Regions from separate parts of the Pan troglodytes genome. Here region 1 is linked to region 2. A link is a contact called in public Hi-C data. All regions are on one chromosome and are shown on one strand. Each heading gives the region's core, a stretch centred on a gene start, on an enhancer-like site or on the middle of the called end of the contact. The rest is flanking DNA. Distances are from core to core; before and after follow the strand shown. Region 1 holds the start of GRIA2 (glutamate ionotropic receptor AMPA type subunit 2). Region 2 holds the start of PDGFC (platelet derived growth factor C).

Evidence for each region. Hi-C and Micro-C count contacts between places; a contact is called where the count stands out from the background.
Region 1: a Hi-C map of stem cell-derived neural progenitor cells shows a contact between it and region 2, with 4 times the contacts expected there. The contact joins the promoter of GRIA2 here to the promoter of PDGFC in region 2. A contact is called at or near these places in 1 of 7 Hi-C or Micro-C datasets (stem cell-derived neural progenitor cells), 1 of 1 datasets of contacts at active chromatin or transcription factors (stem cell-derived excitatory neurons) and 1 of 1 other capture datasets (stem cell-derived neural stem cells).

What each region holds. Positions count from the first base shown.
Region 1 is chr3:159,021,541-159,024,680 of NHGRI_mPanTro3-v2.0_pri, reverse strand. It overlaps GRIA2 (glutamate ionotropic receptor AMPA type subunit 2), which reads right to left and starts at 1,404. Exons shown (of 16, transcript NM_001184995.4): 1 at 866-1,404; 2 at 190-330. The coding sequence starts at 953.
Region 2 is chr3:158,771,903-158,775,313 of NHGRI_mPanTro3-v2.0_pri, reverse strand. It overlaps PDGFC (platelet derived growth factor C), which reads left to right and starts at 1,590. Exons shown (of 7, transcript XM_063809961.1): 1 at 1,590-1,778; 2 at 2,526-2,759. The coding sequence starts at 2,642.

The DNA.
Region 1 (3,140 bases), core at 155-2,654, 250 kb before region 2:
GCCAGCGGGGGTCCCTGAGATTACAGCCACCTTCTCTCTACACCGTCACACGCACGCGCGTGTGCAGTCATTCACACCCACACACTGACACACAGAAACACGCACACACACAACCCCAGAAACGCACACACACACACTCGCTGGCCTTCCGCGTGCAGCACCCGAAAGGCATGAATATTCATTACTTACAAGCATTAGTGACTGCGAAGCTGTTTGCCACCTCCAAATTGTCGATGTGGGGTGTCAGTCTGAACTCCGAAGTGGAAAACTGAACCATCCCTACTCGAAATGCACTGTATTCTTGATCGGCGCCCCTAGGAAATAGCCCCCCTGCAAAGAACAAACAGCAAGCAAGAGAACAGTGTCAGTGCCCGGGAGGGAAAGGAGGGGCGCGCGCTAGCGCCCAACAATCCAAGAGTCTCTTATTCACGCGAATAGGCCGAATAAACACACCTACGGACTCGGACAGCGGGGGTGGAATATCCAAAAGGTAGCCAAGGGGTCAAGACCCAGATGAGAGTCTGAAGGCGAGGTAGGTGGCCAGAAACCTTCACCTTTCCATGTAATCACAAGCTTTGCATTCAGACCCAAAGAAAATCTGAGCAAACTGGAAAATGTCGCTAAGGCAGAATTAATAAAATTTGGGGATCCGAAATGAGAGGACCTTTTCTTCTATTGTATCAAAGGCATAGTCTTTTCCTTTTGCTTCATCCTAAGAAAAACATGTATATTCTAGGTAGTTTAAATCTGGAATGCAGTCAAGGTATGACATAAGTCTACATGACATGAATTAATTTGTACACTGTGAACAAAGATTACCACCAAATTATGCACAATTCAAAAGCATAGCACAAAGGGTACCTACCTATCTGTATGCTGTTAGAAGAGACACCAAAAATCAGTCCCCATAAAACAGGAGAAAGGAGGACAGAAATATGCATAATCTTTTGCATTTCCAAGAAAAGTAGAGCATCCACAATATACCCCTTTTTTTTTCCTTTTCCTCCTCTTCCTTCTTTGGCTGTTTTCCTCTGCAAATTAGATCCTCTGCATTTTGAGACAGCAATTTAGCACCAAGCTGCTAAAACCTGAAGTGGAGGCAGAAGAATCCCTATTTCCCAGGTCCTGCTGGTGGCTGCTGATGCCCTGCGCCCTGTCCCCGCTCCAGAAGTCCGGAGGACTGGCTGAATGCAGTTTTCAGCGGAGCTGCCGCTGTGGTCCCAGTGTCTCGGAATATTCAGCACCCTCCCATGCACTCACACACACTCACCCTCTCTCGCGCTCTCTTCTCCCTCTCTCCTCTCTCACTCACGCGCGCGCGCACACACACACACATACACACACGCACACACACCGGCAAGTCACAGAGAGGGGCAGGCAGTCCCGGGCGCGCGTGCGCGACTCGCGGCAGGAGGCGGGAGCGCGCGCCCCCTCCCCCGCACGGCGCCCGGCACCCCGCACCGCCGTGGACGCGTCGCGTGCGCGGCGCTGAGAAAGCACAGCTCGGGGCCCGTAGCCGCTGTCCCTCCGCGAGACCTCGGGTCTCTGGGGCTGTCGCGCCCACCGCGCGCCTCGGCCTTTCAGCACCGAGGACAGCGCCTCGCTCCCCGCCCGGAGCTACCTTCGTGCGGCTGTTGCAGCTGCTGCGGAGATGCTCCAACCTGGACCAAATGCAGCAAAGCTGATCTCTGGCTGCTGTGTAGAAGCCGAATTGCTAATTGTTGGCGGCGAAGCGTCCTCTCACCAGGCCCTGCTGTCTTACGTTACAAATAATTTTGATTTTTATCTTCCATCTCCTGTGAAAACCCATTTAGCAATACAGAAGCCCTGTCATCCTCCTCACCTGACCCAGCCGAATGCAAACAAGCAAGCAAAGCACCGTGGAGGAAATATTCCAAAATTGTGCACTTGGGCTTCATGGGATGTAGCCAGGATCCAGGGAGAACCCCAAGTTATATCTTTAAATGCTTAAGCCGCACAAGAGATCAAGATGGAATCTTTTAAATATTTTGCATGAAAATCCCATCTTTAGAGTATATTCCATTGGGCTGTGATGCTGACTCGCCTAGTTACAGAGCGCACGGGTCTTTCTCGCAGCTTTCACTGCAATCCCTCCCGTTGTAGAGTCATGTAGACTTGGTTTCCTAGAAGCCCTTGCTTTATACAGATTGAAAGCAAGAGACTCTGGTTTAAGGAAAGGCTATTAGAGGAAAGTGATTAGAAGATGAAGCTAGTGTAGGAATGCCACAGAGATGCAGATTCTTTCCCAGAGACTTACTTAGAAATCTGTTTCCCCATCGCGTTTTGGCCCTGGGTTTCGAAAAATCACTGCCTAAAGAAAGTAAGCCACCACGCTCTACTGAACACGCGGGCCACTGGGAAAGAAAGATGAGGTTAGATATTAAAAGTTTGAAGGGAGAGAATTGATGGCGAGATGGATGACTGGACTTCCCGTGTGAAATTTATGTTCTTCATGGTGCTTTTTCCAAGCTCATTCCTGGAAACCTGCTCTGACAATTCCCTCTGCGGACTCAGAAAAGCCCCACCAAGTTGCATGTCTTTAGTGCTTTAAACAAATAAAGAAAGATTGAGAACAAGGAACTGTTTCCAGGAAGAGGGAGACTGGAGCTTACAGTACTAAAAAGAGAACTGCTAGTGTTCCAAAATGCCATGAGTCTATCAGGCTGCCTTCTTGTGCTTGCAGCTTCATTGCTGACTGGATTATCTTATGCTTGCTTCTTAATCACATTGGCCTCAATTTCCCCATTTTAAAAATGATGATAAGCAAAGTGGCTTCTATGGCTCTTGGATCCTATATTGCTGTCATTTCTAATTATAACCTTTCCCTCTTTTTGATGTAGTCCTAAACCATGAAGTGAGAATAGCTGTAATCTATTATTAAGCTTATAAACTATAGACTAAAATATCTCTTAATTTTATGCCTTAGAATTTTATTAGTATAAGTACTCCACACTGTATATAAAGCAGGTCTTCTAAATAAAAATGCATTTAACCTTTAAAAAATTGAATAATAAAAATAATATATAAAATTAATTAAAATTACAATAAATCAATAAAATAAAAAATGAGATATAACTTACATATATTCAAAATTGCAACATAAAGAATAAATAAATCAC
Region 2 (3,411 bases), core at 341-2,840:
ATGGAGTCACACTGGTGTTGTGGAGCTGCTAACTCGAATAAAATACCATACTTGATAAAAAACCTTCTGTCCACTAAACTGTAAATCCCTTAAAGTCAAAGATCAGGCCTTAATTGCCTTTAGTGTATATTTAGTACTCTGTAGATAGAAGTGGTAAAGGGATAAGAATGAATGAATGAGACAGGCGGGTGAAATTTTCAAGAATGAGACAGATGGGTGAAGTTTTCAAAGGTTTCTAAAAGGGAAAAACAAGAAGACTAGGATATTCCAAGCAGAAAGGTCTGGTTGGTTGGCCCCAGTTGGTGTTCGCGTATAAGAAGAGGGCTTGGCATTTTCCTCACCACTGAAGAAGGATCAGCCCCTGGTTTGGTCCAGTAAGAATATGTTCTTGCCCAAATGCCACTCCTTAGTTTCAGGGACATTGCTATTTTGGTTTTCTGTTCCAGCCCAAGTGTTCTTGATGGTCGAATTGTTTGCATTGACTTTTTTTCCACAAGAAGTTGGGTGATATTGCTGATTTGCCTGCCATGGCACTTCCTTGTTTCCATTTTGATTATTACTCAAAAATAGCTTCATTTTAAAATTCAACTTTTCTGACTCTCTGCTTGTGCCTTTAACACATTGACAATGATTTTCTGCTTCTCCCCAAAGAAAGCACGTTGGATCCTGTCACAGACATATTTAGCAGACATGGAACCACCATAAGCCCTGCTTGGCATGTGTGTTTCATTTCAGACTACCTCATGAGAACTTTAGGTCTTAAAGCATCGGCCTCTCTCTCCAAGTCAGCCTGAACACAAGCCACATACAGATTTCAGTTCTTTCTTGACCTTTTTGGTGTAAATGTAAACAATTCTATCACCAGGGGTTCAGGGCAGCCTAGTTTTGTTAGAGGCTGTATTGTAGGAAAGTCCAAGGTTGCAGGATCATTCTGAGTCCCTTAGACATCATTCTCAGAAGAGCTTGCTATTAGCTTAATGCTGCCCAACTACTACGTATGCTTCACGAGGGCAGGGACTTTTGTCTGTTTTCACTGCTGCGGCTCCAACCTCTAAACAGTGCCCGACATAGTAGGCATTCAGTAAATATAGTACTTGTTAAATGAATGTTATTTTGGCTGCCTTTACTTTTGCTTTATCTGTCCTGCTTTAGGGAGCTGGAAATTGGAGGAAAGCCTTTGAATTCATTTCCCTTCTTCCTTCTGTTCTGAAACTCTGGCCAAGGGTCCCAGCAAAGACCTTAGGGAGTGGGGAGCCCTCCTGGAAACTAATGACAAGTCAGGCGACAGGGGGCGGGAGAAGGAGAGCTGCAGGAAGTTCTTTCCCACTTCTTGCTTCTGCAGCACCCTTCACCACCCATCGTGCTCTGTATTTGGGGTTAGAGGTGTTCCGTGGAAGGGAAAGCAGGGGCCGCCTTGGCCGCGTTCCTCTCCTGGGCCACCGGGGTCTTGCCCACAGCGAGTCCCGCAGCACCCCCTGTCTGCGCAGCACCTGTTGACAGCCAGTGGGCGGCCAAGCCCGCTCGCGCGGACGCGTCCCAGGGCTGCCCCTCCCAGAGGCGCTGACCCCCGCCCGCCCCATCGGCCGCCTGCGGGAGAGCCGCTGAGCCGCCCCCGCTCGCCAGGCGCGCGCTCCGCCCGGGCTCGGCCCACGGCCCCCACCTCCTGTCTGCCGCCCGGCGGGGGGAAGGTAGAAAAGGGGAGGGGACAAGCCGGATCCTCCCGGCCGCCCCGGCCTTCCCTCTTCACCCCGTGCGGAGACGCCGCGCGTAGCCCCGAGGTTAGCGCGGAGCCCGAGGCGTGGGGGGAGGGGACGGGGAACAACCGGAGCCCCGCGGTGACCCCGGGCGGCCGAATTGCCCCAGGCTTTGAGGAGCGGGGGACGAGCCCGAACAAGGTGAACTTTGGTCGCGGAAAACTCAAGCCAGGTGCCGGAATCCGTGCTGCGGCGCTCCGAACCCGGGGCCAACTGCGCTCCGGGCTGAGGAGCGGGAGCCCCGCGGCCTCTCTCCGCCTGCGCCCGGGCCGCCGTCGGCCCGGAGCCCCCCGGCCCCGCTCCGGCGCCCCGGCCCGTGGGACACGCCGCGGCGCCCTCGCCTTGTTTCTTCCCCCTCCCCCTTCGGGGGTGGGGGGTGGGGCGGGGGAGAGGGGCGCCCGGAGAGCCGCATCTATTGGCAGCTTTGTTATTGATCAGAAACTGCTCGCCGCCGACTTGGCTTCCAGTCTGGCTGCGGGCAACCCTTGAGTTTTCGCCTCTGTCCTGTCCCCCGAACTGACAGGTGCTCCCAGCAACTTGCTGGGGACTTCTCGCCGCTCCCCCGCGTCCCCACCCCCTCATTCCTCCCTCGCCTTCACCCCCACCCCCACCACTTCGCCACAGCTCAGGATTTGTTTAAACCTTGGGAAACTGGTTCAGGTCCAGGTTTTGCTTTGATCCTTTTCAAAAACTGGAGACACAGAAGAGGGCTCTAGGAAAAAGTTTTGGATGGGATTATGTGGAAACTACCCTGCGATTCTCTGCTGCCAGAGCAGGCTCGGCGCTTCCACCCCAGTGCAGCCTTCCCCTGGCGGTGGTGAAAGAGACTCGGGAGTCGCTGCTTCCAAAGTGCCCGCCGTGAGTGAGCTCTCACCCCAGTCAGCCAAATGAGCCTCTTCGGGCTTCTCCTGCTGACATCTGCCCTGGCCGGCCAGAGACAGGGGACTCAGGCGGAATCCAACCTGAGTAGTAAATTCCAGTTTTCCAGCAACAAGGAACAGAACGGTGAGTCTTTCCCCCATTCTCCCCCTGCTTGTTTCTCGCTGTGTGTGTTAACGTTGGCATTGTGCGTTGGTATGTGATGTATACCAGACTGTGAAGGTATCGTTGGTCTCTCTTTACATGCAAATGTGCGCTGCGTTCATTGGCATGGACTGTTAAAGGTTAAGTGTAGTTTGCAACTTCGGGAGCTGCCACAAAGCTCCAAGAGGGCAACGTGAGTGCCATTGCAGAGTGAGGACATTCTGGGAGCGATTGTGAACGTCATTTCAAATGCACATTGCAGGTTCGCTCATTGCCAAAGTTAGAAGTTCAAGAACTGCCTCTAAAAACGAATCCAAAATGAATGAGCCTTGGCATGTTTGACTTTACTCAGATTTGGGGAGGGCGAGGGGGGTCGGTCAGGGAATGTATCAGCCGCATTAATTGAAGCATTCTAGGTCGAAGTCATCAATTAATCAATGAGTAGATAGGAAATATAGAGGTCAAGAGGCTGTGTGGTCGTTTTTAGAGGAATTAAAAAGTGTATTTCTCTTGCTCCCTAGTTTTTTGTTTTTTAAACTTGCCTTTGTACTCTGAAGTCCTTACCTTTCTGGTGGTGTGTTTTTGTATGTGTTGGTGAATGACTGCTATTTTGTGTGTGCTGGAAACGACTTAA